Regions from separate parts of the Capra hircus genome. Here region 1 is linked to region 2. A link is a contact called in public Hi-C data. All regions are on one chromosome and are shown on one strand. Each heading gives the region's core, a stretch centred on a gene start, on an enhancer-like site or on the middle of the called end of the contact. The rest is flanking DNA. Distances are from core to core; before and after follow the strand shown.

Region 1 (4,538 bases), core at 1,110-3,609, 180 kb before region 2:
CTGGGGTGATCTGTCAGTGCCCTCTCCTCTAAGAATTTCCCTTAGAACTGATAAGATAGTTTTATGTGTGAAATGCTTTAAGTTTATAAAGTATTTCCTCCACATTCCCTGACTTTTAAAAACAGATTTTATTTCTTAAAGCAGTTTTAGATTCACAGCAAAATTGACTGGGTATTCTCTTATTTTTAACTTTGATTTTCACATCCACCCTACAGATAGGTATGACAGGTGTTATTATCTCTGTATTTACATTTAAATTACATTTAGAATCATACAGTAGCAAACAGAGCCTGGTGCTAACTGAGGTCGTCTGATCTTTTAAGCCTCAGATATTTTCACTTGGTTCCCAGAGTGCCTTCTAAATCTTTTCAAATCTATCTTCCCCCTGAGCATGGGAACCGTGGATACCTGCTCATTCTCAGAGCTTAGAAATAAGTTTGAGAAGTTCCCACCATTTCCCACTTGAATGCAGGGGCCCACAGAGAACCCACCTAAGTCTCTGGTGGAAGGTCTACTCTCTCAGGCTCTGGTAGAGGCAGTGGGACTGAGAACTTGTACAATGCCCTGATAAGCTTCTTAGAAGCGGGTATTAGCTGGGATTGGATATCCTTCCCCTGAGACGCCCTTCACACCTGACCCTGCCTTGAATTAGGATTCGATAGGGTCAGGAGACAGGAGAATGGGGTGTTTTCTGCTGTACAGCTTCAGACCCACTCTTTGAGACCCTGATTCTGACAAGTTTCCAGAACTGAGAAGACACCCAGATGTCCAGGTTTGAAGGTAAATGATGTGATTATGTAGGAGGGACCAGCTGGGGTGTCAGCTCATCTCTGTTATGTAACATCAGAAAGAGATACTCTCCAAAGTTTCTTTAGCAGATTCAGAGTGTTGAATATATGGCAAAGGATAGGGTGGACAGGGAGATGGTGGAAAGACAATTATAGGAATCAAGGACAAAGAAGGAAGTTCATTTATTCCATAAGTCTCCTTTTGCTTTTTAAGACAGCTGTATTTGCATTGCTAATTAGAGCGGTATGTCCAGAAAGACTGGTTCCTTAGGAAGCTCATCTGCACTGCTGCTAACTAGCTATGTGATATTGAGCAAGTCGCATCTCTCTGGACCTCAGTGTCTTCATGCCTCAAATGGGGCGTTGTGTTAAACAGTGTAATTCATTCCACCTTTAATGACCTAAGATTCTATGTGTTATTCATTTCATTTCTAATATATTGCTTCATATACAAAACTGATCATTTCTAGTTATTGTTTTGTAATTGTGGACATTGATTAGAGATTTAATATTTACTTGGACTGGGCCTTAAATATTCTTCCCTTCTGAGTCCTTATATAAATTTAATCCATATGGGGCATCGATTCTGTACAATGCTTTTCATAAACCTTATGTGTTTTTGCTGTCCCAACATTCCTGTGACATAGGTATTGTTATTGCTATTTACCTATATAGGTATTGTTATTACTATTATTATTTCTATGAAATTAAATTTAAAAAGTTATAACACACACATGATAAAAAGGTTAAACAGACTAAACAATAGACTTTACTGAAAAGTAAGTCTCCCTCTCATCCTGGATCCTTAGTTTCTCTTTTCCAGATGTCCTTTCAGAGATAATCTTTGCATAATCAAAGTATATGTTAGCATGCCCATTTTACAGATGAGGTGCTGAGGTTCAGCCTGTCCAGGGTGACACAGCTAGTAAGCAGCAGGTCTGGGAACCCAACCTTTGACTCTATTCCCCGTATTCCTCCCATGATACCATGCTGTCTGGGAAGCTTTATGACATTGACTTTTAGGCTTTTGTCCCCTCTGAATGATGGTGGAATCATTTTAAGTCAGTCCAGTAAAAACACATAGAGCCTCTATGTCTCTGGAACTGCTTTCCATTACTGCCTCTTTCTGTCTAAAGCTTGAAATCATGTCTCCTTACTTCCTTTTTGCCTTTGATAAGTTAAGATCTGTGGCCTGGGGCACCAGCTACAGATGAGTGAGCTCTCAGCAACTCTGGCTGGACCTGAGGATTGTGAGCAGACCTTTTGCAAGGATCCCAAGGAGGGCTGGGTAGACCCAGCTTAGGAACCTGGGCTGCTGGCATGCCTACACAGCAAGGAGGACCTCGAGATGCTCTTTTTCCCATGAGGAAGCATTGTCTCCTGGAACAAAGGATAGTTTTTTTTTTTTTCCCTGCAGAAACAGTTACCTTCTCAACAAAGGCTCCTGTGTGAATAGTCACTCTTCCAGATGAGGGTTTGGTGGATCCCAGCTGTCCTTTTAGGAACAAATAACCTTGTCTTTTCTTTTTCTTTCTAGGTTTGTGGCTACCCCCTGGCTGGACTTCATGGAGGAATCTTCACTGCTTTCTAATCTGAATCCCAGAGCATCCCCCATTTTTCTGTGGACAAAATGAGAGGCCTTTTATAGCCAGGCATAACTGGCCATCATGGGGAAATTGATCAGGATGGGGGCACAGGAAAGGCGGTCACTCTGGCCAAAGCGGCTTCATTGGAGCCGCCCCCTCTTCCTATTGGGAATGTTGATCATAGGTTCCACCTACCAGTACCTGACGAGCCCACAGGGCCTCCCCACACTGTGGGCAGCAGTCTCTTCCCAACACCCTGTAAAAGTAGCCAGCCGGGACCTTTCCAACAAGGAGATGATGACGGTGAGCAGTGAGACTTCAAAATCTAGCTCTGAAATGGAGGTTGAGGCATGGGCACCTGAAGCCACAGCAGGCAGAGATGGAACAACACCTGGCATAGCAATGAAGAACACCCCCAGTACGCCTAGAAGAACAGCCAGCATCACTCCAACGATACCCAAGAATAACTACAGCCCAACACCAAAAGGCACAGGAAAAGTTAAGGAAGACACCTCAGCCACACCCAGCGGAGAACTGAATCACTACACTCAAAGCAGACCAATGGTAAATAGTTATACCCCCGTGACACCCAGGGGAGAAGTAAAGAGCTCCCGCCCAACTCAATCCAGGGGAAAGGTGGAGAAATACTCCCCATCCCCACTTGGTAGAATGGGAAACAGTTATGCCCCATCTACACTCGTGACAATGCCAAGGAGCTATGGGATCACCCCCAGAACAACAGTGAAAGACAGTGAAATTATGGCAACCAAGAAAACGCTGGCGACCAACCCCTCCAAGAGCCTAGTGGAGAAAACCACCCCAGCTCCTCTCAAGGAAATAAGTAACACCCCAACCTTCCTGTTAAGTGACTTAGAAACAGACACCTTGACTTCTCCAAGAAATGTGGTAGAAAAGAAGACCCTAACTACCCCTAGAAGAGTGGACAGTAATATCTCAACCAACCACCAGGAGTTGGTGGGGAAAAACAATCTGACAACACCCCAAGGAATGGTCCTGGAGCACACTGCGGCCATCTCTGAGGGGCAAGTGACAATAAGCACCATGACACGCAGCAGCCCAGCAGAAACCAAAGCTTCTACTGATGCTTGGAAAGTCAGGAATCCCTTGTCCAGAACCAGTGCACCGACCATCAGAATATCCTCAACCACCTTCAGGGGGCTTTTGAAGAACCCTTCCAAAGCACCCAGCACCCCAGCAACTCCCAGAGTCAGGGCAAATCCGACCGTTCAGGTCCGCCACTGCCTGGTGGTGGAGCCAGCCCCAGTTGCACCCACTGCCCCCTCCCCTAGTTGGACAACAGCTGCGATCCCAGAGATTCCTAGTCCCTCAGGACAGCCAGACCTGCACCCCAAGGCAGAGTACCCCCGAGACCTGTTCAGTGTGGAGGAGCGGAGGCAGGGCTGGGTGGTCCTGCACATCTTTGGCATGATGTATGTGTTTGTAGCCTTGGCCATCGTTTGTGACGAGTACTTTGTCCCTGCCCTGGGCGTCATCACAGACAAGCTGCAGATCTCTGAGGATGTGGCAGGCGCTACATTCATGGCTGCTGGAGGCTCTGCCCCTGAGCTCTTCACCTCCCTCATCGGCGTCTTCATCTCCCATAGCAACGTGGGCATCGGCACCATAGTGGGCTCTGCGGTGTTCAACATCCTCTTTGTCATTGGCACTTGTGCCCTCTTCTCCCGGGAGATCCTCAACCTCACCTGGTGGCCCTTGTTCCGTGACATCACCTTCTACATCTTTGACCTAATGATGCTCATCCTCTTCTTCCTGGATAGCCTTATTGCGTGGTGGGAGAGCGTGCTGCTGCTGCTGGCTTATGCCTTCTATGTGTTCACCATGAAGTGGAACAAACAGCTCGAGCTCTGGGTGAAGGAGCAGCTCAACAAGAGGCCAGTGGCCAAGGTCATGGCCCTAGGGGACCTCAGCAAGGTAAGAGCAGGTTGGCTCAGGCTTGTTTAGCCCCTTTTGGGCAAAAGAACAGAGGGGAGAAGGCAGGGACTGAAGAATGAAAAATGCTGGATCAGACCTCAAGAGATGAGTGAGTGCTCTGGTTCCCTCGCAATTCATTCAATATTTATAGAGTCCTATTCTCTGCCAGTTGCCATGCTGGGCCTTTGCAAGAATGACCGTGGGTCAACAC
Region 2 (4,338 bases), core at 841-3,340:
TGGAAGAACCCCAAACTCTAGAAACCATGGTGGGAAGGCAACTTAAATCTGCACCACTTTACTGTGCGTTTCCTGTTAACCTTTCAAAACTGACTCTCCCTACCCTAAACATCTTTTGTCTTTAGTTAAAGAAGTTATTTAAAATGAGGCCATTTTGGTGAGTTATTCAATTTTCCTGGGTGCCACCCACATATTTGTGTAAGTAAATTTTACATGATTTTCTCCTGTTAATCTGTCTCATGTAAATTTAACTCTTAGACTAGCAAAACATCGGGGTTTAGAGCAGAGAAAGGCAGCTTATTACAGGGCCAAGCAGGAGAATGGGCAGCTTGTACTCAGAAAACCTGAACTCCCCAGTGGGCAAAATTTGGGATGAGGGTTCTTCTCAAAGAAAGTTGTGTGACTTTCTTCTGGTTGGTTGGTGGTGAAGTAACAAGGTGGTTGTTCTAGGAATCTTGTGCTCAACCTAAAGATACCCTCTTCCACCTGGGTTCCTGCAGGAGAACTCAGAGATGTTGTTATATGTTTCTTCAAAAGGACAAGGACCTTACCCCTGCGCTGTTGTTTTTTGTTGGTTAGTTTGTTTTGTCATGCCACGGGCATGCAGGATCTTAATTCCCTGAGCAGGGATGGAACCGTGCTGCCTGCAGCGGAAGCAGGCAGACCTAACCACTGGGCATCCAGGGAAGTCCCTGCATTTTTGTTTCTTGACTGCTCCTGCCCTGTTTCTCTGTTCCCTCTCCTCCCTGATTAGCAACCGTTTGAATCATCCCTTTGGAACTCACCAAAGGTCTAGGGCACTGAATGAAGCCTATATCCTACAAACAAGAAACGTGAAGGGTTTGTACCCAGGAGAGCCCCACAGTGTCTTGCTTAGTTTCAGTTTGTTCCCGCTTTCTGGCCATTGTGAATAATGCTTCTATGCATGCATGCTGAGTCACTCAGTCATGTCTGATTCTTTGTGACCCCACAGATTGTAGTCCCCCGGGCTCCTCCATCCATGGGATTCTCCAGACAAGAATACTGGAGTGGGTAGCCATTTCGCCCTCCAGGGGGTCTTCCCTGACCCCAGGGATCAAACCCAGATCTCCTGCACTGCAGGCAGATGAGAAACTGTTAATTCTAAGTTATAAAATTTCTTCAGATGTGTTCTTGGGGTCTGTGATTTCTCAAATCTGAGAAATACTGCCCCAGGATGATTCCACTGCTTAATAAATAAGCGGATTAGGTCACACAGTTAAAGGAAGCTTCTATGATTCATAGCACAAGCTTGCTGTCTTTCTTATCTGTGAGAAGTGAACATTTTGATTTAGGGTCTTCCCAAGTTACCTGGGGGCTCCCCAGGTGGCTCAGTGCTAAAGAATCTGCCTGAGACGCTGGTTTGATCTCTGAGTCAGGGAGATCCACCGGAGGAGGATCTGGAGTGGCAACCCACTCTAGTATTCTTGCCTGGAGAATCCCATGAACAGAGGAGTCTGGCAGGCTATAGCCCATAGGGTTGCAAAGAGTTGGACACGACTGATTGAGCACACTCACACACACAGACACAGACACAGACACAGACACACGGTATCTTTTTTGTTCCTGAATGACAAAACCCACTATTAGCAGTGAGGTTAACTCTTAACTAATAACTCTTGTGCATGTTGATCCAGTCCAGATGCTTGGCAGCTTTCAGTTCTCCAAACTTTTGGCCTGAATACTGGTAATATTTCCTCCGGCTGAAAGTCAGCAGAAAGAATCACCTGGCCAAACATCCCCATTCCGTCTGCTTCAGTCTCTTTTCTTCCAGTGCATCCCAGGGGAGCTCTCTGAAGAAACAAAGCCTGTTGACCCAGTTTGAAGGCCTGGAAAATTATCATGTGAGTCACTGGGACAGCAGAGCTAAGTGCCAGGCCCTTGAGAAACTATAAGCACAGCCCTCCAGGGTCATTTGTGTCCCAGTAGGATGTGATCTGGAATCCCATAGAGGCCTGCCTCTTTTCACCCAGCTGCTCCTCCCAGAAGTTTCCAAGCTCCTTGGCTCTGCGTATGGAGCTGCAGGGGCCCATTCCTGTTTTTTTCCCAGCAGGCTTTGGCTCCAGCCATTCAGAGAGCAACAGCTCAGTTGTAGAAAACCAAAACAAACCCAGATACTTAGAGGAAGACATGCAGTGTTGTTTGGAGCAAGGCCACAGGCTCTCTCAGGGACGGAAGTGCTGAAGCAGCTGTAAAAGTTTCAAATTCAAGACCAAGAATCCAGAGGCAGTATTTAAAAAAAATATACAAGTGAGGCGGGGCCTTGAAAGAGGGCTTCTAAATTATCTAAGGAGTGTTTTATAATGTTCTGAAGATGTTACTTCCTAAGTTACAGGAAGAACTGGAGAAACATAGTCAGCAAAGCAATGTGTGGGTAACTGTTACATTTAGATGGGGTGGATAATTTATAGTGAAAGGTTGTTGTTGAGCCATGAAAGACGGAGGTTCTTGGCCTCTGGAGGAGAGAAATTCAATCTGGGGCCAGTGATGAGGCTTGATCGCCCAGAGCTTTTGTGTAATAAAGATTTATTAAAGTATAAAAGAGATAGAGAAAGCTAAAGAGTGCCAAAAGCTTTGCTGGTCCTCAAATAACTCTCCCATGGGTATAAAGAACTGCTGGGGAGGGGTGAGTACCAAGGTTGGGGCTTCCAAATCCCCAGTATAGCTCAAGAACAAAGGAATAGGGGTCGATAAGAGTAGGAGAGGAGAATGGTCACTAATGGCCTTTATCTTCTCCTTAAAAAAAAAAAAAAACAACATCTTATGTCAAGGCTTATTCTAGAGTCTTAATCATCAGAAGGATGTGGTTTTAACACAGAAGTTGATCCAGAATTGTATAAATTCATGTTTGGTGGGTGTTTTAAGAGGGCGAGTGACGATTACATTATTCCCATTATAGAAATGGCACATGAAGTCTCTCTCCTTCATGGTTTTGGAGGATGAACTTCAATGCCTGGAAGAACTAGAAAAAGGCCATTTGATTACCAAGTTTTTGGTATATTTAGCACCACTACTGTCTTCCCCTCACTTCACTTCTGACTTTCTCCCTTAATCCTTTCTGCTTCTGTCAGATTCTGACATAGCTGGCAAAAATACAGGAAATTTGCAGAAACAGGCTGTTCACTTCCCACCCTGGTGCTGTCACTGCAGATTGCTTCAGAGCTGGTGTCTCCTGGGCTTGGACAAAGTGTCAGGCATCCGTCTTTGTCATCACAATCCGGGTGTCTGCCCTGTGTGCTGGGTACCTTGCAGAGCTGGCAGACCAGCCCTGGGCATGCCCTCTGGGTACTTGGCCTGAAGAGGGGACTGTAGAGACTACTCCGAACTAGACAGTGGAGATAAAAGAGGGGCAGAATCAGGTAAAGGTAAGCATTTCACGTGTTTAACCGAAAGCTTGTAACTCAGGTTGGGACTTGAGCCCACAGTCTTTTGCTTTTTTTAACCTTTTGAGAAAATACTTGTACTTATTTATTTATTTTTGGCTGTGCTGGGTCTTCCTGCTGCGTGGGCTTTGTCTCTAGTTTCGGGAGGCAGGGATGACTCTCTAGTTGTGGTGTGCGGGCTTCTCGTCGCGGTGCCTTCTTTTGTTGCAAGGCGCAGGCTCTAGGTGTGCGGGCTCAGTAGTTGCGGCTCCCAGACTCTGGGGCACAGGCTCAGTAGTTGGGGCACATGGGCTTAGTGGCTCCAAGGCATGTGGGATCTTCCTGGAGCAGGGACTGAACCCGTGTCTCCTGTATTGGCAGGTGGATTCTCCACCACTGAGCCGCCAAGAAAGCCCCACCTCCACCTCCACGGTCTTTTAACTGAGATCACACGCGTGGTCTCGGGACTTAGTAAAGCTCAGGTTCTTGATGTTTCATCACAGAAAGAATTCATTGAGAGACAAAGTGATAGATAAAAAGTGGATTTATAATATTTATGGAGACTCACACTCCACAGACAAAGTGTGGGCCATCTCAAAAGGCAAGAGAGGCCCTAAAATATGGAGTGGTTAGTTTTTATGGGCTGGGTAATTTCATGGTGATGAGTGGGAGGATTATTAATATTTTCAGGGAAGGGGATTTACAAGAATTGGATCACCACCCATTTTTTGGCCTTTTATGGTCAGCTTTGGAACTGTCATGGCACTGGAGGGTGTGTCACTTAGCTTGTGCTAATATATTACAATGAGCTCAAGGCCCATTGGAAATCGTATTCCTTGCCACTTTGGATCTACTTGGTTTTAACCAGTTTTTGATATATCCTATGGCTGTGTCATTCTTTTAAAGGTTGTCCCTGCCCGCTTCCCTCCTGTTTCATAACTGTCTCTTCTTGATACAT

The links. Hi-C and Micro-C count contacts between places; a contact is called where the count stands out from the background.
Region 1: a contact with region 2 is called in a Hi-C map of liver, with 3 times the contacts expected there. The contact joins the promoter of SLC24A1 here to the enhancer-like site in region 2. A contact is called at or near these places in 4 of 5 Hi-C or Micro-C datasets (blood and liver).

The regions. Positions count from the first base shown.
Region 1 is chr10:88,738,239-88,742,776 of ARS1.2, reverse strand. SLC24A1 (sodium/potassium/calcium exchanger 1) reads left to right here and starts at 2,359. Exons shown (of 9, transcript XM_018053643.1): 1 at 2,359-4,327. The coding sequence starts at 2,456.
Region 2 is chr10:88,559,198-88,563,535 of ARS1.2, reverse strand. No RefSeq gene overlaps it. Among named protein-coding and RNA genes, the nearest start is that of TRNAQ-CUG, 34 kb to the right of the region's middle. Within about 2 kb of position 2,090, at least 4 of the 5 cell types and tissues checked have an H3K27ac peak or open chromatin away from gene starts, as enhancers often do.